5 separate regions of the Mus musculus genome follow, and regions 1, 3, 4 and 5 are each linked to region 2. A link is a contact called in public Hi-C, HiChIP or PLAC-seq and promoter capture Hi-C data. All regions are on one chromosome and are shown on one strand. The core of a region is the stretch at or near the end of the contact, and the rest is flanking DNA. Distances in the headings are between cores, read along the strand shown. Region 1 holds the start of Slc24a3 (solute carrier family 24 (sodium/potassium/calcium exchanger), member 3). Region 2 holds the start of Dtd1 (D-tyrosyl-tRNA deacylase 1). Region 3 overlaps Slc24a3 (solute carrier family 24 (sodium/potassium/calcium exchanger), member 3). Region 4 holds the start of Dstn (destrin). Region 5 has its middle 56 kb from the start of Slc24a3.

What was found. Promoter capture Hi-C pulls out the DNA fragments that hold promoters and counts their contacts. Hi-C and Micro-C count contacts between places; a contact is called where the count stands out from the background. HiChIP or PLAC-seq counts read pairs in DNA pulled down with a chosen protein or histone mark.
Region 1: a contact with region 2 is called in a promoter capture Hi-C map of embryonic stem cells, with 4 times the contacts expected there. The contact joins the promoter of Slc24a3 here to the promoter of Dtd1 in region 2. A contact is called at or near these places in 6 of 39 promoter capture datasets (cranial neural crest, embryonic stem cells, hippocampal neurons and 3 more), 1 of 15 datasets of contacts at CTCF or cohesin (pro-B cells), 3 of 484 Hi-C or Micro-C datasets (all in uterus), 10 of 115 datasets of contacts at active chromatin or transcription factors (VIP interneurons, astrocytes, bone marrow-derived macrophages and 7 more) and 1 of 9 other capture datasets (macrophages).
Region 3: an H3K4me3 HiChIP or PLAC-seq map of forebrain shows a contact between it and region 2, with 7 times the contacts expected there. The contact joins the enhancer-like site here to the promoter of Dtd1 in region 2. A contact is called at or near these places in 6 of 39 promoter capture datasets (cranial neural crest, frontonasal cranial neural crest, liver and 3 more), 5 of 115 datasets of contacts at active chromatin or transcription factors (VIP interneurons, embryonic forebrain, embryonic limb bud and 2 more) and 2 of 9 other capture datasets (embryonic stem cells and macrophages).
Region 4: a promoter capture Hi-C map of pre-B cells shows a contact between it and region 2. The contact joins the promoter of Dstn here to the promoter of Dtd1 in region 2. A contact is called at or near these places in 11 of 39 promoter capture datasets (the C10 cell line, the HPC-7 cell line, cranial neural crest and 6 more), 1 of 484 Hi-C or Micro-C datasets (CD4 T cells), 3 of 115 datasets of contacts at active chromatin or transcription factors (embryonic stem cells, extraembryonic endoderm stem cells and large pre-B cells) and 1 of 9 other capture datasets (liver).
Region 5: a Hi-C map of uterus shows a contact between it and region 2, with 5 times the contacts expected there. The contact joins the enhancer-like site here to the promoter of Dtd1 in region 2. A contact is called at or near these places in 4 of 39 promoter capture datasets (the C10 cell line, cranial neural crest, embryonic stem cells and 1 more) and 3 of 484 Hi-C or Micro-C datasets (all in uterus).

Annotation. Positions count from the first base shown.
Region 1 is chr2:145,166,384-145,170,416 of GRCm38.p6, reverse strand. Slc24a3 (solute carrier family 24 (sodium/potassium/calcium exchanger), member 3) reads right to left here and starts at 2,642. Exons shown (of 17, transcript NM_001356497.1): 1 at 2,220-2,642. The coding sequence starts at 2,358.
Region 2 is chr2:144,597,600-144,602,111 of GRCm38.p6, reverse strand. It overlaps Dtd1 (D-tyrosyl-tRNA deacylase 1), which reads right to left and starts at 2,159. Exons shown (of 6, transcript NM_025314.3): 1 at 2,021-2,159. The coding sequence starts at 2,063.
Region 3 is chr2:145,528,422-145,533,031 of GRCm38.p6, reverse strand. The region is part of intron 6 of Slc24a3 (solute carrier family 24 (sodium/potassium/calcium exchanger), member 3); the gene reads right to left. Among named protein-coding and RNA genes, the nearest start is that of Gm14092, 24 kb to the left of the region's middle. Within about 2 kb of position 1,966, at least 28 of the 459 cell types and tissues checked have an H3K27ac peak or open chromatin away from gene starts, as enhancers often do. A contact at or near this core is called in VIP interneurons and forebrain, where this site is marked.
Region 4 is chr2:143,913,723-143,917,959 of GRCm38.p6, reverse strand. It overlaps Dstn (destrin), which reads right to left and starts at 2,629. Exons shown (of 4, transcript NM_019771.2): 1 at 2,313-2,629. The coding sequence starts at 2,315. It also overlaps a transcript of Bfsp1 not described here.
Region 5 is chr2:145,109,585-145,113,881 of GRCm38.p6, reverse strand. No RefSeq gene overlaps it. Among named protein-coding and RNA genes, the nearest start is that of Slc24a3, 56 kb to the left of the region's middle. Within about 2 kb of position 1,926, at least 1 of the 459 cell types and tissues checked has an H3K27ac peak or open chromatin away from gene starts, as enhancers often do. A contact at or near this core is called in uterus, where this site is marked.

The sequences.
Region 1 (4,033 bases), core at 1,393-3,892, 570 kb before region 2:
AAATGAGGTGAATTTTGAACCCTTTGCCAATGACACAAGGATAGTATGTAGAATGCCCCCCCCCCAAATTTCAGGATAAGAGTCTCTGCCCTGATGTTTATAATACTAAATGGCAATTCCCTAGGCAAAAATATCATTGGAAGATCTCTATGTGGTAAATAATCTGTTTAAAATTATCTCGAAAGAAGACTGTGTCTTGCTGCTCCAACACGGCTGTGCTTCACCTATTGAAAACATCAGTATCTAATGCAAGAAAAGGTGACTAGAGACCGAATTAAGACTAGCAAGTCATAGAGTTGGGGGTGGGGGCTGTAAACAGAGCCTGCGTAGCAAGGTCATTAGCATTGTTGGGTTTTTCCCAACTAAGTCTTCTTGCTATGCATGGAAGTGTTCATAAACTGGACATTAGCAGACAGGCTAGAGAAGTGAGAAAGAGAAGAGAAAGATAAACAAGAGAAGGAATGAGATGGGGGCATGCTATGGAATGATGTCTGAGTCAGTAACACCTGGAGAGAAATGTCAGGAAAACTATCTCAAAAGGGAAGAGTAGTCATCAGATTCTAAGTTCACAGTGTGTGATGCCTTATCAGCCCAGATATTCCAGCATCTGGTGGTAGCAGGAACGGAAACCCCTGCAATTGATCCACTTAATCCTATGGATCACATTCAACATCCAGGACAAATGTCTTTTATGCCCTGCAAAGTGCTGGGAAGCCTGTTACTCACAGGCTCCAACCTGTAGAGAAACGGCCACCAAGTGATTTGGAATAACTCTTGCCAACGGAAGCATAAACTATCTGCTGGCTTCCACTCACCCTCTTCGGGACAGTCAGTGCATACTACTTAGCAGGTCTGAATCTTCCCTTGGAAAAAAGTCTCACTTCATTCAAATAGTACAGCCCACCTCCCTCATGTCAGTACCCAGGGCCAGAAAATCAGAGATTCAAAAGCAATAGAGAGAGTCATGGAGTCTAAGGGTTTTGCTGAAGACCAGGCCCGCTTCTCTCCTATTACCATATATGATGAAGTCCGTAGAGAGATCTGCTAAGTTCAGAATGACCCCTGAGTTTCACCATGAGGCACCACACCAGCCATGGTGAGGGAAAACCCTTTCTTGATTGATGGCACCTTTTAAAATGTCACCATCGCTATCAAAATGCTTTTATTGTGTGCTTCAAAGCACCACGTATTAGAACTGTGCCTATCTTAACAGTACAGCACATAGCTGTAACTGTTTTACCCCACAATCATTTATTTGTCTGCTTCCCCACAAACCCTGATATTCGAAAAGCCAGGATAAGAAATCATTTTACGACCGTTATTCTTTCAAGTCTTTCCTTTCTGTGAGGTTGTTTTGTTTCTTTTTCTTACACAGCTGCACCCCAGAGTCCAAATTGTTTCCAATGGACAACTGTTTTGAGCACATTTCTCCCCAATGTCTATTTTAGCTCCAAAAAAAGCCAAGGGCAAAGATAAAACCAAACTATCGTGTGTGTGTGTGTGTGTGTGTGTGTGTGTACAAGTGTGTACACGTGTGTATGCACCACCAGCCAAAGCACCAAGGAAAAAGTGGGCAGCATAGAGTGGTCCGCCCCCAGCATCAAGTCGGTGAAAGGAAGCAAGCCAGCCTTGAGAAATGAATCCATGTGTTCCTGCTGAGCAACCCTTTAAGGGAGCATGCCCATTCCTAAACCCTGACTGGTAGCTATCACTTTCTCCTAACGGAAGTAAGTTCCCAGCACCTGTTCTTGGATCGCAAAGATGGCAAGGAGCATTCTCCACTGCCCACCCCACCTGTTCTGTGTGGAGAACACGTGGAGAACCGGCTGTGAGCTGGTCAGCCTACCCTGCATTCCCTCAGTAAGCCAGGAGTACAGGTGGTTGGTTACCTGCACAGGTACTGATTGCTGTCAGAACAACTTTATTACTAGCCTTGGTAGTGAAAGGGTCCCTCCCTGTCACCGCCGCCACTACCAGCCAGGCTGTGGGAAAGGGGCAGAAGGCAAGAGGAAAAGGTCTTCTTGGTGCCCAAGGGGTCACTCCTCCACCGCTGCAGTCCTAGAGCCCAGACCCCTTCCTCCCTAGCCCCGCAAGAGACCGGAGTGTCCCCGTGCCTGTTCGGTGTGGCTGGACCCAGCGCAGCTCGCCGGGCACCGAGCCCCGAGAGCCCGAACTGCTGGAGCCGCAGCGCCCACTCGGGGCAGGCGGCGAGCACTCACCCTTCTGCTCTCGCAGGCTCGACAGCGACCAGAGCAGCAGCGCCACCGAGGCCAGGAAGCAAAGCTGGCTCAGCAGAAGGTCCCTCCGCCGGCGGCGGCTGCGGCGGCGCGCGCAGTCCTGGTCGCCCGGCGGCGGCATCCTCGGACAGCCGGGCGGCGTCCCTGGCGGGCGGCGTCCGCTCGGGTCGCGGGCGGCCGCGGCGGGGACGGCGGCAGGAGGCAGCCCTGCGCGCAGCAGCCGCGCGTCCTCGCTGCGTTCCCACCCGGCCGCCGCCTCCTGCTTTCCCTCCTCCCGGCCGCTGCCGGTCTCCACGCCGTCGCCCTCGTCGCTATCGCTCAGTCCCTCCTCCCCCGCCGCCTCCTCCTCCTCGCCGCTCGCCCGCACCGCCGCCTCCCTGCGCTCGGGGTCCCTCTCCTGCTCGCGCGCCATGGCTCCCACGCTCCGCGCCCGCGTTCGGCCTGGGGCGGCGGCGGCGGGGGCGGCCGGGAGGCGGGGGCGGCGGGGGCGGTGGAGGAGGAGCGGGGAAGGACCGGCGAGAGGAGGGCCGGCCGCTGGCCACCCGAAGCAGGCCCTGACCTCAGGCTGCGGGAGTGCAGCTCGGGGTCGCACTCCAGTGTCCACGCGGGGGTGGGTGGGTGGGGGACTCGGAGCCGAGCGGCGGCCGGAGCGCGCCAACAGCTAGAGTGAGCGCAGCTTCCCGTACCCCACGGTGGGTCGGCGGCAGGGGGGCTGCGCACGGGAGGGGGACAGCGCCCGGGATGCTATGAGTCGCTGGCCAGCACCGCGGGGAGGGGGCGCAGGGAGGAGACTGGGCTGTGGAGGGAGCCCGGTGCACAGCCCTTCAACCCTTTGGTGCCCAGAGAAAGAGGCGGTGCGGTGGGGGAGGCCCGCTAGGCGGGATGTGGATAGACAGATCTCCACCAAGGAGGACTGGCCTGAAACTTTCAGAGAAAAGAAGGATTTCCTTGGCCCTCTTCCATCCGTTGCCTTAAGCTAGAGCGTCTAGAGTGTGCTAGGTGGCCAATTCCTAGCCACTGGTCCTGCCTCCTGCCGCTGGCCTCAGGGGTTCCCCTCTGCCCCCTGGTGGGGATCCCGGTGAGCCAGGCTCAAGTCCTGAAACTGGCCTCCTGGGGGGGTTTGGCTTATTAGGGTTGTCCTGGCTTCCCCCTCTGGCTAGGGTTCACATTTCGCTCTCTGAGGAGCTGAAGCAAGTCCAGTGTGTGGCTGAACCTGAGGGGGCCCTAGTAAGTTCCCTAGGAGGGAGACTCTTGGCCTTCTACAAGGACAATCAGTCCACCCCTCCCCCAAGATTAGAGCCCTAGGCCCCAACTCCCTAATTCGAGTTCTTCTGCCCCTGCCTATTAAAGATGTAGAGGCTGACATCCCCACCCCTATCTGCAGTACCATTGAAAAGGGCACCTAGTGATCCCAGGGGTTCACTCCCAGGGGCTTGGACTTCCCTAGCCTCATCCCAGGTACCTGCCTGCAGGATGGAAGACACACGACCCCAGAGGAAGGGAAGAAGAGATGTGTTTCCAAGTGGTGGTTAAACTTAAGTCTTATTCCAAAAGGATGGTCCTAGAAATCAGATATATGTTTGGATGGCTCTTGGGCCTGAGCAATCTAGCCCTCGGGAGTTGGGAGGAAGTGGGGAAACTCCATAGAGACTTCTCCCTGCCCAGGTCACAAGGGACCCACAGGATCAACTGTGAGTGACCTTCCATCCCATATAGTGTCAGATGTCCCCTGACAACATCTGGAGACATGGAAAGTGATCACAGGTGGTTTGTTTTCTGCTGAAGAGCAGAATTTG
Region 2 (4,512 bases), core at 910-3,409:
AACATATCCTGGAACATACCTGGAAACTACAGGCAATGGCCCATCCACTCTCAGCAAGTGACTGTCATTCAGGTCACTCCCTCACTCTTATCCTGAAATTTCTCATTAGCTTACGCTCGAGTATGATCAAAGGGCTCCCTAGGGAAATCCCAAGAGTGTTAGACACTTTGTGCAAGTGCCAGCCCAGGGCCTCACACATGCCAGGCTTGGTTTGGTAGGAGAGGGTTTCACTAGGTAGCTTCAGTCTGCACTTCAACTCACCAGGTAGGTGGCCCATGCTGGACTCAACCCAGGGTGCTGGGATGATAGGAATAGGCCACCACCTACAAGCAAAGGTACATTTTCCAAAGTCCAGATCAGCGGGATTGGGGGCTTAAGGAGCCAAAGCTCAAAATTTAAATCTGTTGGTGATAACCACATCAAGTAGACAGCTTCTCCCCCCCAAAGAGCAAAACCATCTTTCATCAGTGAATTTTTCCAGTTTTCATGTGCTCAATATTTACTGAAATGTTATTAGAGTCCCATAAACTCCTCTCCTATTCTGCTCCTTATTAGTCCAGGATGATTTCCAAAACCAAAGTTAACAGAACAGCTTGCAACTCATTAAGCAGGATTAGAAGGTGGACTCTCGAGTCTAAATATGTGGTTTGGCTACTTGGTTGGGGAGGAGTCTTGGGTCTAGCTTTAAACTCAAAACCATGTATTTAGTATAAAATGGTTTAAAGAAAAAGATATCTGTATTGCTTGATCTGAAGCTTTGGTGAGGAGGGGGAATCTTAGAGACTCTTTTGTTGTCCAATCTGCTTTCTGTTGTCCAATTCCTGGGCTCAACACAGCTCCTTCCCCAGCCTCCAAAGTGGCTGTGACTACAGGCCTTGGCATCTGACCTGAAAATGTACTTCTGCCTCTATAAACACAGCTGGGCAATGGTGGTAGACACCTTTAATCCCAGCACTTGGGAGGCAGAGGCAGGTGGATCTGTGAGTTCAAGGCCAGCCTAGTCTACGGAGTGAGTTCCTGGCCAGACAAGGCTAAACAGAGAAACCCTGTCTCGAAAAGGAAAGAAAGAAAGAAAGAAAGAAAGAAAGAAAGAGAGAAAGCAAGCTAGCTAAATGAGTGATGGGTAGACTTGCTGCCAAGCCTAATTCCATGAGTTGAATCCCAAGGACCCACATGGTGGTGGCACATCTAAATTGTTCTCTGGCCTGTTACACACAGAAACACACACACCAAATAAATAAATGTATTTATTTCTTTAACTTAAAAGACTAAAAGAATGGCACCAGTCGTTTCTATTTTTTTAACACTTTTCAAATAACTACAGTAGCTGGATCCTGAATATTTCAACTAGCCTCCCACATTCAACTGATGGCTAATGGCTGAGCATCTGGGTCTATATTAATTAATGGGAAAGAGAAGCACGTCATCTTGAATTCTGTGGTTCTGACCCATGGCTGAAGGTTCAGAGACCGACATCCAGGTGCAAGCAAGGGATGTTCTGCACCCAGTGAGGATGCCAGCAGATATTTGCTCAAAGCTGCCAGAGCTCAAACAATTAGCAATTCCTCCGTCTGTCCATTTTATCATGAGCCAAGTTCTATTTTAAAAAGAAAAGATATGCAAAAGGGGGTTGTTAAAATGCTACATCTCAGACAGAGCGGTGGATAAACGAGCGATTCCGCTCCGGAAATCTCCCCTATGTGTTGTTTGTGCAACAGTGCATTCAACAACGGGCCCTGGGGATGCTCACAGGTTCTGGCACCTTGTCTGTGAGGAACACACACACACACTCACAAAGATAATGATGATGATTATAATGGTGATGACGACGGAGATGAGGGTTTATGTAGCAACGAAAGCACGGAGCCTGAACCCATGAGCGGCCAGGCACGTGCCGGATCTTCTCGGCCACGGCGCTGCCCAGAGGCTGCCCGGTAACTCGGGGCTGCGGGGAACCCTCACACGGAACAGCGGGTCGCGGGGGTCAGAGGCTGCTCTCTCCCCGGCCCGCCCGACTGACCTGTGACGCTAGCCCGAGTGACGCGCTGCACCACGGCCTTCATGGCGGCGGCTGTAGCGACTGGAATTTGCTGTGTGGTCAGACCTTGCGACTCCGCCGGTGGCTCCTCGACCGGCGCCCTCTACCGGCAACACCGGAAGAGCTCCGTGAGGACCCATTCCACAGAGCTGCGTCCCGCCCACGTCGGCCACACCTATCCAATTGGCCCCGCCCATGTCAATCACCCTCACCTGTCACCTATGCATAACCTAGTCCATTTGTGGTAGGCGCCGCCCTATCCACCCCTGAACTCCTTCTTAAGCACTATAGTCCCAAACTGCCAGCCTAGTCTCCACTATGTCCAGACACTCATTAATTTCTGCTCCAGTTTCTTTCTCTTTCAGTTTTACCCTTAAGTTTTTTTCCTGCTTTTCTCCCTCTTTTCCAATCCTCCGGTCACAGATTTTCCAAAATCTTCACTTGTTCTGTAGCCTCAGCAGCAATCCTGTTGCTAAAAACAAAAGGACCTGCTGCTAACATAGCCATTTAACTACATAACTATTGATTTACCTTAGACACAATAGTTAATAGGTCTATCAGTCTAGAATTCTAATTCCTTCCTAATACAAATCTAATACTTAGCCCTATCATAGGGTTGTTAGGAAATTTGGATGGGCTGTAAAGATGCTTAGATGGCTGCAAAGAACTGTATAGCTATTACTGTACTAAGTTTTCATCACTAAAAAATAACATCTTCATAGTCCAGTGGTAGTCCATGTGTTTATAATTAAACAAAGAAAAAGAAGAATGGGGGGGGGGGGAGATAGTCCCAGCTACTTGAGATGAAGCGGGAAAGTGTTTTAAGTCCATGAGTTCAAGACCACCAATGTGGGCAATGTAATGAGACTTTCCCTTAAAAACGAAATAGGAGTATCAGAAAAAGTTCACCCATTTCAGAGTGTCTTTGCTTTGAACGCCTCTTCCAGGATTAGCAGATTCAGAAAAGCATTTGTTAGAAAGCAATTTGATAGAACTGTTATTTGGCCCGAAATACTCTAAGGAATGGTGGTTGAACATCTGTGATCCAAGCATTCTGGAGGCTGCAGTATGAGGATCACGCTGAAGTTCAAGGCCAGCATGAAATACAGAGTGAGATGTTGCTTTCCCCCTCACCCCCCCAAAAAAACAAAAACAAAAACAAAAAAGGCCTAGAAATGTGTATTATTGTGGGGTATCCATCAGATAAGACTACTCAGACCGGGGTTAAGCCAGTAGAAAGTCTTTATTAGCCAACTGGCAACTACACTGGGTGTTCAGGATCTCATTAAAGCTCAGATTCTTTTAGAGTGAGCATTTAAGCAAAAAAAAAAAAAAAATTCCTCGGTTGACATACTTCAGTTAATAAGCACAGTTAGGCTAAAGCAATTACAGAAGTCAAAAGGCAAGCTTAGTGCATTTGATAGATTCGGTCTTCCTTTTCACTCTGGCAAGTGGTACTATCTACATACTGAGTTTTATGGAGTCAGTTGTGCTAAGGACTGGGAGCCTTTTATATTATGCTTAAATATTAAATAGTGAATGCAAAATTGCATGAGTTAAATTGTCAAGGATACCACCAGCAGCAGCAGCAGCAAGATCAATGGGTGTCAGTCACATGCTTCCTGATATTGAAGGATACAGTGGTAATTCTGCAACAACAAAACTTAACCTGGGGCTAGAAGTGTAGCTCAGTGGAACATAGTACTTAGCTACCATGTAGGAAGCCCTAGGTTCAGCCCTTAGCATCATATAAGCCAGGGATGGCAACACTTACCTGGAATCCCAGCGCTCAGGAGGTAGAGAGGCAGGAGCATCAGTTCAAGGGTGGAACTGTACAATCGAAATGCAAACTGCACTGCAGGAGACTCTGCATCTAATTGTTTAAAAAACCTAAATCAGGAACATTCTATCAAGTAGTCAGTTTTTCACATCCAGGGAAAAAAGTCTGGCTCAATGGGTAAAGGCACTCCCTGGGGGCTGGAGTGATGGCTCAGTAGTTAAGAGCACTGGCTGCTCTTCCAGAGGTCCTGAGTTCAATTCCCAGCAACCACATGGTAGCTCACAACCATTTGTAATGGGATCCAACGCCCTCTTCTGGTGTGTCTGAAGACTGCTGAAGTGTGCTCACATATAATAAATAAATAAATCTTTTTTTAAAAAAGAAAAAGAAAAGGCACTTGCTGCCTTTAATGACCTGAGTTTGATCCCCAGACCTCTCCCTGACATCACTAAATGTCCTCTGAGCTCCACATGCACCCTATATCACATGCAAATGCATGTTCACAGACGTGCACACAAAATAAATAAAATGGGAGAAGACTGTATTATGCATGAACTTTGGTACATCCTGGCCAGGAAAAAAAGAAAAGGGAGAAAGTTATTAGTAGGATAACAATAACTCCCTTTGAGTTGGTATGAGCCCACTGATCCAGCAAAGCACTGTTTATAATTGTGGTTTCATTACAAATGATTCA
Region 3 (4,610 bases), core at 717-3,216, 930 kb before region 2:
TAAAAACCCTGGCTCGGTGCTTGTACATTTAATACAAGATGACTGATATTTACAATCATTCTCTCTGCCGAGGGCCAGAATTGGAGCCATACATCTTAAATATTTGCTTCTATTAAAACTGGGAGAGTCACATTTCATTAGAATGCATCTTCATTTATGAGAGATGACGGATGAGCAAAATTCTTTTATTTTATTGTCAGAGAAATTAAGAAAATATATTTCAGCTTGATATTCTTATTTTCTTTTAGATCTGTGATGGCAGAGCTGGGTTTTATGATGGTGTTGAAGAATGGTCTTGAGATCCTTGAGAGATTTCAAGAGAATGTGAAGGTTCTTATTAGGGGTGCTCCTGGGGCCTAACTGCCCACGGAGAATTTATGTAGGTCTAGGGAATGCTGTGTTCTTATCTGTGTATGGTTCATCGAGGCTGAGCTGGCAGAGTCAATAGCCAGAGCTCCTGGCCAGGCAAATGGGGGGGGGGAATGGGGGCTTGCCCTCACTTCCTTAAAAGTAACTATTTCTTATTTTGATTTGGGTTACTACTTTCCTTCAAGAGCATTGAGGCATCCTCTCAGCAACACTCCACTGGGCCTGAGCCTTCACAGTGAGCATGGCCAAAGCATCCCAGGACTGTGGAGGAAATGTGGATTTGAGAAAAAAAACTACACTTCACCAGGGTCCCCCAAGGGACCCTCCTCAGCTCGTCTAAAAAAAATCACTTGTTTGCCTCATTCTAGTCTTTTCTCCATGCTCCCAGAACAGAGTTGACTCTCCTAAGAGACTGTCCACTGGCAAGCAGAATCCTGGCTACCATCATTAACACAATGTGAGGACTCTGATCTTTGTGACAGACTTTCAAAGTCACTAGAATGTAGCAGAATTAGGTATCAGTATCAGAAAAGGCTTCAGAAATCCCTTTTATCCACTGCCATATTTCAATCATGCCTTTACTCCACCACTGGGGCACATATAAACGTAGCTCAGGATGGAGTCTGAGTTCTAAAAGGAACCGTGATGTGATCTTGTTTTTCATGCAGAGATGACTGGCCACCTGGGGAGCCAGCCTCAGCATTTTCTGCAGGAGGTTCCCTAACAAAGGGGTTCAAGGGCACCCCAGACAAATTATCTTCTAGACCATGGAGAAGAATGTGACAGTCTAGGATACCTCTTCTTTCATGAGATGTGTGCTTCTGGAGCTCCTGCAAGGAGGTCCCTTAGCACCAGCTTCTGTTTGCTCTTCAGACATGAAGAACACACATTCTGCAGGCAAACTGCTAAGCTCTGAGTCCTAACTCTGCTTTCCCTGAATGCACGGTCTGGGGCAAGTTTCTCTCCTTCCCTTTCTGAGTTCTGTTTTCTTATCTGTAAAGTGAGAAAAACACAGTCTCTACATTATAGGATCAGTGTAAGGATGCAATGAGTTAATTCATATCGTTCTCCATTAACTCCACTGAGATCCCCCAAAAGATTAGTGATTAACAAAAAAGATGTTCTTAATTTACAATAAAAACAGATAATAACGTGGAACAGGAGACAGTTGTATATTGTTTTTTAAAAAGGAAAAATAAATGATTCGGTGGGGAGGCAGGACACGTGTCTTTGGAAGCTGCATGCTGCAATAATCAAAGACAGCCAGAGTGGAAACAAAAATCAGGTTTACGGCATCGTGACAGAGATCCGTGAATGATCTGAGAAGGCCACGGGGTAAGGACGAGCCATTCTGCCACAGCCCCAGTCTCCCCACTGCTGGCCCCTGCACCACATGCTCCAGTTTTCATTTTCCATGTTCCAACTGCAGCCCCAACTTGGTCTTGGAGGAAAAAGAGTCACAAACAAATAAAGCCTACTCAGACCAGATTTCCTCCTCATTTCCCAAGGAGTGGCAACTTGCGTATGTCTCCCTGTGGGAAAAGGAGGATGGACCTCCTCCTCCCTGCCATGAACAAGAAAAGTGGGCCCTTTGTTGGGTCTGGGCAGGACAGAATGTCTTGCTTTGCCAGCAAAACCCAGATATTTGGTTAACAAAGGCCACTGTCTATGTGTTCTGCACATGAGCCAGAAAGGCTAATGAACAGCACTTATTTCTCCTCATTTGGAGAGTCAGGATCATGTCCAGGATTAAGACTTCCATTTAAATGTAGAGGTGGATCTACTCAGAAAGAAAGGCTGCAGGGTGGGGATGGGTGGGGGTGGGGGTGGGGGTGGGGGTGGGGGTGGGGGTGGGGGCATACATGATTTTCTTCACATATGTCCATGGAGATTGGCAGCAATGATGATAACTGTTCTAGAAAAGGTTTTGCCACATTAGAAAAACAAAACCAGAAAGCTCATAGAATTTCTCTTGGTTTACTCTGCTGCTTCTTTATTTTAAAATTGCAAATTGAGTCCTTTTTGTCTGATGTTACAGACTGTCTGGAGGTCAAAGAGCCTGGAATAAAGATGGCCTGATGGTATTGCAGTCACGTATGAGATGAAGAGCTAGCTAAGCTGTTTGGACATATGAAGTGTCTGGGGGTGGGGTGGGGCATAGAATAGATGGGTCAAGTGACATTGTCATCAGTGTGTAGATCACAATTGTTTATGTCCTGCTTTGCCATCTTCCAAATCCTGACTGGTAGGAGTCTGTAAAACTTTGTCAATTTGGAATTCATGAACATTGATTTTTGAGATGGGCAGTGCTACCCAGGGTTTGTACGGATCCGATCAGCCAGAATTTTGACTACAAAGCTCCGTCAATGGGTGTCATGTCTCCTTGATAGCTGAGTTGCTTAGTGAGGAAGACTGATAGTCACAACGGCTACCAAGTAAAGTTGCAGATAGACGATGGAGCTTTTAGTTAAAAATGTGGGTTTGTCTATGGGTGGGGCCTCATGCAGGCAACTAAGAGATGAGGAGAGCAGGAGTTTCCCGTAGGCATGAGCTTCCTAATTGGTTATCCAATACCAAGTGGTCCTCCCTGAAATCACACAAGGGAACACGGTTCAGACCGAGTAGGCTGTATTTACTACTTAGGCATGGATAGAAACAGAACAATTGAAGAGAGAGGATGTGAATTGAGATCCATGTGAGGGGAGGAAAGGGAAAGGGGAACTAGGTATTTTCACTGAAACAATTTAAAGGATAATAACTTAAAAAGTGAAAGTTAACTTTTGATTAATAAATATATTTTGCTATTTCAGTGTCCCTCCCGTGTTTCTGGATCTGACAGAGAACTGCTGACTTCACAGAATTTTCAGTGGAGACAGGCTCTAACTTCTCATGGCCAATATATCACCACTAATAGAGTTGGTAAATATTCTGCAGCCCACTTTCATTGTTCAAGCTAACTGTCCTGGTGTCCTGTGTGATTTATCGCTTTCCTTCACCGCCATTTTCAATGCACCACCCTCTCTCTTAGTGTCACCTCTGGGAAGTCCTCTGAGCCCAGCAGCCACCTCTTGCTATCCCTCCAGCTGCAGAAGCCTCTGGAGGCCCACAGTATTCTCACTGGTTTCCCTGCAGCCACATTTTCTCCACAGATCTATCTTAGTGACTAGACTGGCTGGCCAGAGAGTTCAAGATGTCTGCCTCCCTCTACATTTTCCTCTCCTCAGCACTGTGGTCATAGGTGCATGCTGCCATAACTAGCTTTCATATAGATGTTTGGGATTCAAACTCACCTTCTCATGTGTGCTTGGCAAGTCCTTTATGACCTGACCCATCTTCTCAGGCAGGACCCAGTCTAGTCTTACCTCAGGAGGCAGGCAGAGATGTCCCTAGGGAGGTCACAGACTAACACTGTTATTCTCTCCTCATAGACCAGAGACATCTGTGTCTTTGTAGTAAGTCACCTCATGCATTTCAGGGACTACAGTGGTCTGTCTGTTCACAAGGTATGCGCTCTCCGTTTAAAGTGTCTCAGATTTCGAGTGTCATCTGAGTCAGTCTATATTTGAAGTGATACTGTTTTCTTTGGAGTGGAAGGGAGTATTCTGTACCCCATCGAACTATCAGCATTTACGGTAGTGATCTTCTTGGAAATTCTTTATAGGCTAGCATCTCCAGCATTGTGCATACTCTAAACCTTCCTATTCTGTTTTGTTTGTTAATAACATTGACTCATAATTGATACTACATATCTTCTTCCTAGCTCCCAAACCAAATTTAATACTGCACTTTCTTTCCCTCTTGCTCTCCATCTATCTACCCATCCACTGTCATCTATCCATCATCTGGTATCCATCATTCACCCATCTGTCTACATTCCTACCTACTTACCTACCTACCAATTAGTCATATTTGTTGGATATTTAATAACATCCTATATCTTGTAGCCAAATCTAGGATACAGTTTCCCCCCCCCCCCACTGGTATCTCTCTGGTGCTTAGAACAGTGTTCAGCATGTGGTAGACACTTAGTGAAACCTGTTAAATCAAGAGCTTACTGAGCTGGGGTATTAGTTCAGTGGTCTAACCCTTGATCTGTGTTCATTTTTTTTTCAACCAATTAGTACTTTGGCTTTAAATTTACAGATGCCAGATAATATTATAAGTAAACAGGTACATACTTTCAACCCTCAGGTGTTGGCCTGTGGATCCTTCCTCAGGCATTTTGATTATAGTTGCTTGTA
Region 4 (4,237 bases), core at 1,380-3,879, 680 kb after region 2:
GTTAAAGAAAAGACGAGCCAAATCTACCTGCGATGTGCCAAGCTGTACCCAGTAGAACTGAGCAAATACGCCTAGGAATTTTATAGCGGGCTGGTAATCTTTGCACATTATGAGGAAGCTGACACACCCAGTACACACACAGAAATGTTGTTTGCCATGTGCAAACAGAAGATACACTTCCCTCCTGTGGAAAGGGGCTTTTATAGACATTTATTGTGATTATTTTGTAGTGAGACATTTGAAAACATGACATCTCATTTCTCTAATTTCAATTTCCTTTATTCCAACTGCTTCTAGAAGACATAATGAGTACCAGGAAGTAATTCTTCTAATTTAAAACAAGCCCATATGTAGTTAAACTTTAATCTTCCCATTACCACCCCAAAAAGAGGAAAGGGGGTAGGGATAACTAAACGCACTCAGGAGTCCGAGAGAGTAGAATGCCAGGCCACTCTGGCCTAATCCAAGGCCCCAACTCAAATATAAAAATACAAAACCAGTGTTGTTCTTGACACCCGAAATCCTAGCACCTGCATCGCCTCAAGTTCAAGTCCAGCTTGGGCTTCACAGTGAGTTCCGTGTGGTTCTGAATTACAGAACAAGATCTGCCTCAGCAGCCTACTACCAAATGTAAAAAGGTTTCAAATACAGAAAAGTGCTAGAATCTGGGATAATAAAGGAAAATCTCTCTATCTCTCCCTTCGCCCCACCCCCCATTCTCTAATAGCTGGACTGAATGGAGATCTTCTGTGCTTATAAAACCAAACATAGTAAAGTCTGTGTTCTAAATTCCTCATTCTTAAAACATATCCAGAACTGGCAAACTGGCTCAGCAGGTGAAAGTACTTGCCAGGCAAGTCTGACAACCTAAGTTCAATTCCCAGAACCCACAGTGAAAGGAAAACTGGCTCCTCAAAGCACCGTGGCACTCCCGTACCCAAGTCCTCAGACCATAATAAATATATCAGTACTTGGATGTAAGAATGAACCCACCTTTAGTTTTTATTTTTGTCTCCCCCAAGTACCAGGAAATCCAACAGACTCTATTTTCATTTTATTTGAATGTACACCGAACAAAAAATTAAGCTTTAAAGCCAAGCTTTTACGTTTAGAATGTTTGGCCCTGTTTTAAATACTTTTGCATTCTCAACTAAAAGAAGACTGGAGAGCAGACACCAGTTCACTTTATTACACTGAGTGCTCAAATTTAAAAGTTTATCAGCACTCAAAACCTTTGGATTTAGTCTTTACTATAAATCAACATATACATACACTTAAAATCTTGCTGAGGTTCAACAGACTTCAAGGTCTGAAATATTTGTAGCTCATAGCATTAAACCCAAACATGACTTAATATCAAGGCACAGCTAAGCATGGTCCGTTTTCAAGAAAACTATCCATTTAATCTAATGAGCCAGCCTGCACCTGCAAGCCAGTTGCTATATCCTAAGAAAAAACCAAAGTTGTTATTCAGTGAAAACACTCTGTAGACAGATAAGTGGGTACCAACTGTTTCCCGGCGCACAGATGTAGCAACAGGATAGTATTTCTAGCAGTGAGGCAAGGCCTTGCCAGCAAATCATTGACCAAAAATGGTAACATTGTGCAGACTACAGTGACAAAATGTTCCACCTGATCGCCCAGTTGAGATACTGTTTTACAACCGATTTGAGTAACACTTTGGAGGTAGAGAAGTTTGTAAATTAAGCAAAATCTCTACCATCTCAATACAACGAATGTTTCTCTTTTTAAAGGGCTGGAGTAATTATACGGGCTTTCTGAAAGTTTTTAAATTTGCATCTGAAAAGCAACAACATCATGTCCAGGACTTGCACCCAAAGTTGTGGTAAAGCCTTGTTCTCAGGTAAAGGCAAATTTCTAGCATGGATGAATGGACCCGGCAGGGAAGGGTTAAAAGAGCCACTGCCAAGCTTGACAAGCCCAACGAGAGTGCCACTGAAGCTGATTGCCAGATACGACAAACAAAGCCACGGCAAGGCCACCCGGTTCTTAATCACGCTCACTAGCAATTACTCCGCCCTCTAGAGTGTTCAATAAAATCCTTTTCCTTCTCAGTAAAAAGGGCTGGAAAAGCTCACGGGTCACCAAGCTGGCCTTGGAGAAAACCGCGCCCACACGGATGGTCTCAGGTTCGGCCGCCCATCCCGGGGATCTACCGACTTCGGGATCGAAGGCAGCGAGGCCGGGCCGAAGGGGATCCCGGGCGGCGGCCTGGAACGGTGGGCATGATGCCGCCCAGGAGCTGCCTTGGAACCGACCCCTCCCTTAGCACACGCCCGAGGATCACTCACCATGTTCGCTGGGGCGGACTTCGGGAGGAGAGCTAGGAGCCTGACGGCAAAGTCTGTGCACCTTCGTCCTCCGGGTAGCAAAAGCAGGAGAGCAGGCGCAGGGCGGACGCGGCAGCTCGAGCTTATTAAGGGCGGGCACGAGTTCCAGCCAGACTGCGGCTGCGCGCGCCCCTCGCTCCGCCCACCGTTGCTACGCAACAGGCCGGCCTCCCCAGACAGGCCCCACCCAGGAGTCCCAATAGTCTCCAGACAACTGGAAACCCCTCTCCAGTTAAGGGGAGTGCATGGGTTCCCCGCCCAGAGGAGCGCCCGGGCTGCTGCTCCGTGAAGGGTGGACACAGGACGCTCCGGGGAATCTGGCCCTGCCCTGGAGGCGGGACCACGCGATGCCCCGCCTACCGCGCGGCCTTTGCCCATACATGGAAGTCGCCACCTGGCCAGGTGTGCGCGCCGCTAGGGGCGGGGCCCCGGCGCGGAGTGGGCGGGGCGAATGCCGGTGGGCGGGTGCTCTGCTTGGCGACGAGAACTCTCAAAACGGCTCTCAGGGACCGCGACCCGCATTTTTTTACCTACTTTGGTGCTGTTCCCACCACCCAGTCCTGATTGGTCAGCGCGGCACTTCGGGCCGTCGCGTGAGAGGGAAAAATCTGCACAGTTTTCCTCCTTCCTGAGGCGACCGTGGCTGATCAAAGTGCTGTGTGAGTCAGCGCTTATTCCAGGACTGGAAAACAGGAGTGATTTGTTTATCTTCTGAGCGGGCTGGGAGGAGGCCCAGTGGCCCGCGGGGGGTGCGTGGGGGACGCCGCGTGGCCCGGGACTGTGGGCCGGGCCCCGCCGCTGCGCTTGGGGGTTTCTCATTGGGGAATTGTGTTTTCCTAAAGGGCGGTTGCACGGAAATACTGCTTCCACAGGGCCACCCGCAATCCTAGCCTTGTTTTCTCCGGGTGTTTTTGTAGCGAATAAAAGGAACTCGTAAGACGTGGGATGATCACCTCACTTTTGAACTGAATTTAGGCAACGAGAACATCAGGATCTCTATAAAAAAAGTCTTAATTATCTAAGAAGGCTTTTGGGCAACATGATCGTTGTTTTTCTTTGTTTCTGTTTTCTGGGCGCTATATAAAAAAAATCTACCCTAGGTAGCAAACCGCGGTTCCCATTAGTTTTAAGGGTTTTGTTTCTTTCTTAAGATTAAAGGCAAGTCGTGGCAATTCTAATCCCTTACTGCATTGCCACGGGGTGTTTGGCAGGCTACGGCAGTGGCGTCAGAATCACCTGGAGAGTTTGCTCAAAGATTTCTTAGTTCTGGCTCCGTGCACCTAGAATGTAACCTAAGAGTTTGCCCTTTTAACAAGTCTTTGGTATTAATAATTGGTAATCACACTGAAGAGAAAGAACCTACATCCAGCTGCAGCCCGAACCCTTCTGGCTTATTTTTGTTTTTTTTTGGGGTTGGTTTTTTGTTTTTTTCTGCTCAGGACTCTGACCCCACTAAATGAGACTTCATTTAAGGACGGTTCAACCTATCATTGGTGTTTCGTCCTCCACAATCCTGTCCAAATACAAGAATGCTGTTTACTGCATAAAATTTTCTGTGCCTTCTTCCAGATTTTTTTTTTTTTTTTTTTTTTTTTTTTTGTCCTGGAACTCACTTTGTAGACCAGGCTGGCCTCGAACTCAGAAATCCGCCTCCCAAGAGCTGGGATTAAAGGCGTGCGCCGCCACCACCCAGCTTCTTCCAGAATCTTAAGCAAGTCTCTCTGGCTCCTCTGCCTCTAGCCTCACTCCCTCTCCTTATGGATTTGCCCAGTAACTGTGTTCCTATCACCTGCCAGCCTGGATTTTTTTTTTTTTTGACATATTTCCAGCGAATCCGTTTTATGTCTTTCCATAATCATTAACTTCATGGAAATCAGGGAACGGGG
Region 5 (4,297 bases), core at 677-3,176, 510 kb before region 2:
GGCTTATGGAAGCCTACAAACCAGACAGTATCTACACAGGGCACAGACCTCAACTAAAATAGAAACTTCTTTTGGAGACATATAACACATGTGCACACACATGTTCACATATCTGCAAGCATAGTTCAAAACTAGTTCAGTCTGGCAATACCATAGTAGCGATGATATTGCAAGCTCACCTCCAAGTCTAGCTTTGCAGTCTTTGATGTACAGCCAATGACACACACTCAACACTGGAGAATCCAGGTGGGATCATTCCCAGTATTATTACTGCTGCTTCATAAAAATGTAAGTTCGATAGCGAACCCTGGTGTATGTTTCAAACTATGGCTTCTTCCTGAATGTCCTATGAAGGCCGAGCTCTGTGGTGTTTGGCCCAATGAAAGTTTTAGCCACTGTGTGGCTAGCAAACTATTAGTCAAATACTAAATATCATAAAGTGGATTGAGAATTGAGTTCATTATCAGAACTTCAAAATACCAGGATTTTTAATCCATGCATTTGGAAAGAAGAAAGTGAATTGGACAACCTCCCAAATCCCTTCTTGTACCTTAATGAATGCCCTGTGGGATACAGTGCAGTATAGTCCTACAGAGAAGGCTATGGGTGGGCTTTCTGTGAAGTTGTTTTTATGTTTTGTTGTAGGCTTACACGTATTAAAAGCTCTTAATTTTGCTTGATTTTCCCATACCCCCTTCTGTGGGGATATTATACCCAGCCCCAGAGTAGATCACAGTTCACAGCATGGGAAACCCTAACACTTAGTGGCAGGCTAAAGACAGCACCAGGAGCAAATGGCCTTTCTGGCTGTAGAATGGATTCAGTTTCTGCTTCCCTCTAAAGGCATCCATCACTCTCCTCTTCTGCCCCATGGCTCCGACGGGATGGCCAGCAGGCATAAGTGCAGAGCTTGGTTTGGGGAAAGTAACTGATGTGGGACAAGGGAGTCAGGGTGGAGGAGAACAGGACACACTGATAAAATAATAAGAAAGACTACTGACCTCTTTCCCCCGGAGTTCCAGGAGTAACATCAGCAAGCACAAGAATGTCTTCTTCCATTTCTACCTTCTACCAGAATTCTTAAACAAACAAGTGTATGCATATACCAGTAGAGAACCACAGGTTACCGTGCCTTCAACAAGCTTTTCCATCTTAAATAAACAACACATATACACAGTGATTTTCTTTAGTTCTTCTGAGCACAGGACTCTTCAGACTCTGTTAGTAGAGCTTGCCTTTTCTGAGCCAGCAGGTAGCCCTAGCATGTTGTGAAGAAGCCGTAGCTGACATTCTCCATGAATCCTCTAATGTCAAATTGCCCTTCATTTCTCTTAATGTCCAATCTCTTAACTAAACCTGACCATGGAGTGGTTTCTTCACATGTATCATTTACCTTACCCTAAAAAGTTTCCCCCAAAAGTAGGCAGAGAGCCTGGCTAAAGAGCTGGAGCGTGCTAGCTCATCAACACAGGGAAACTTTATTTTAGGACGCCATAACCATTTGTTGTAGCTAATTGGCATTATCTTTTAAGCAATTAATTGTTCTTGTTTTCCTGAAAGAATTTAACAAACTAAAAGGCCCAGGAAAGCTATAGAGGTTGCAACCCCTCCAATCATTCGGTGGCCAATAAAGAGATTCCCTGAATTTCTAACTCAGGAGTCTGGGCTGACAATTAGTGCGAACCACTGAACCATTTTCCAACCAACCAGGACAAGACACCAGAGAACATTTGCCTAGGCTACTTTCATGGGAAGAAATGGGAACATTTCATCTTGAACTGGCTGGATGGCTAGAGCTGTTTGCTGAATCCTAAGATTCAGAAACTCAGGATTCTCGTTTTGAAAGTCTTTATTTCTACTAAGCCTAAGTAAGATACAGACCTTGGCTGCTACTAGCTTCACACCAATAAATAGATATTTATGTGTCCTGCTAACAAACAATGGTCACAGGTCTTCAAAAAGTTAGCAATCCTATTTTGGGGAAGATAATCCCTGGCTGAGACATCAAAAAGAAAAGACAAATTATCAACAAATAACTTAGCCTGAAGTATTTCAAACACACCATAAAATGAGTTGTGAAGGATTTTATAGACTAGTTGGGCTGATAAAATTCTTCCTTATATGTAGAAGAGCTCAAATGCTCGGTAAAAAATAAGAAGACCTTTGCCAAATGCATAAATAAATATCTCTCAGTTCTGCTCTCATGGATTCATAGTACATTTTCCAATTTCTCTGGCCCAGATTTCACACCTTTGCTTTGACTGTTCCCAGAATCATGGATAGTCACTTAAACAGGAACCATACCATAGCCAGGTGCTATAGAACAGGTTTCTCTAAGCAAAGGAGCTTCCACCTTCCTTGGATCAGTTGCTTGCAAGAGACAGTCATGAGCTGTTGATGACTGATGATGCCTTCAGGAAGGAAGAGATAGAAAGGGTCATTGGACCCTAACCTGGGATTCCAGCCACTTGTCTGCCACTTGTCTGACTTAATACTGGGTGTTCACAGGGACTCTGGAGATATTAAAGTGCATAAGCTGGTAAAGGTGAAGTAGAGTTATGACATCCTTCTTGGTGTCTGTGAGGAGCCACGATCTGTGAAAAGTGAAGATTTTAAAACATGGATATTTGAGGGTCATCCAGACTTCTGTAAGCAACCCCTTGCTCATGCTCTGTATCTACAAAATAGATAAGGTAACACCATCCTGTTCTGATTTCATTTCATATAACTTAGATAGTTCTCAGCCCCTCTACCCACCTCCCACCCAATGGTCACATCTGCCTTAGCAACATATCTGAGATTTCCATAGCCTTGACCACAGTCTGGATGCATTAACCAAAAGAACTGACAAGTTATATCTAAAATAGCTACTATGCTCAGTCAGGGATAAACATTTCAAGGTTACTCTAACCATCAATTAACTTTGATATAGGTTATGGTCTTTGTGAGGTTTGCCTTTAAGAACTCTGTATCCTTGAGCTTGGACACCAGTAGACTTTCAGAGACACAAGCCCACTGTTGGTCTGGCCATTAATAAAAAGGACCTAAAACTTCTCATTGGTTTAGTCAGAGTGGTTTTCAATAATATCACATGGAGCATTACAAGTAAACCCAATAATCTCGGTTGTATGCTTACCAAGAAAGCTGTAGGTTAACCTTGGCGGGGCAATACTTACCAAGAAGGCAGAGTACAGCTGGGAGTGGCAAGCATGCCTGTAATCCCAGCACTCAGGAAATGGAAGCATAATGACTGTAACAAGTTTGAGTTCTAGGGCATCCACAGCACAAAGGGAGACCCTGCCTCAATGATAAAGATGCAGATGGGTAGGTAACAGACTGGTCAGGCAAGGTGGTATCTACCTGTAATTCTAGGAAGCTTATTTAAGAGGACTGTGAGTTCTAAGCCAGCTTTGGATACATAGCAAGACATAAAAAGTTAAGTTAAAGTAAAGACAGTGCAGTGGCTGTGGATGCTGGTGATGCCTGGCCACATCCTCTCAAAACTCACTATTCCTGTGAATGCTGATCCACTAGGTCTTTCCAACTACAAGTGGTTTTGGTCGTTGCCAAGTCAAAGGCCATATCTGATACCCAGAACTGCCGTGCCTGGGCACAAGTAGATTGGAAGCACTAAGGAGTTGATACCCCTTTGGAACAGCCTTAAACCAAAAGCAGATAGAAATAGACAAATACCCCAGCATCGTTGTCCCAGTTACCTCAAAGTGCAGTAAACAACATACGCAATGTTGGCTTTTGTGATGGTTTGTATATGCTAGGCCCAGGGAGTAGCACTATTAGAAGGTGTGGCCTTGTTGCAGTAGGTGTGTCACTGTGGGTGTATGTTATAAGACTCTCATCTTAGCTTCCTGGAAGCCAGTATTCTGCTAGTAGTCTTCAGATTAAAATAAAGAACTCTCAGTTCTGCTTGCATCATGCCTGCCTCGGTGCTGCCATGTTCCTGCCTTGATGATAATGGACTGAACCTCTGAACCTGTAAGCCAGTTCCAATTAAATGTTGTTTTTTGTAAAATTTGCCTTGATCATGGTGTCTGCTCACAGCAGTAAAACCCTAACTAAGACAGCTTTCTTTTATTCTTTGTCTTGTTTCCCCTTTCTCTTTCCTAAGACCACTTCTCCAATAAACTGCTACTTCCCTCCTGATTAGACCTAAGAAAGCCATTCGGCATAATGCAATCACTCATGGTCACAGATATAGGCACGGGCATTTTTGAACTTACCTAAACACTTTGCACATAGATAGGACTTAAGGGAACTCACAATTATTTACTGAACCTCT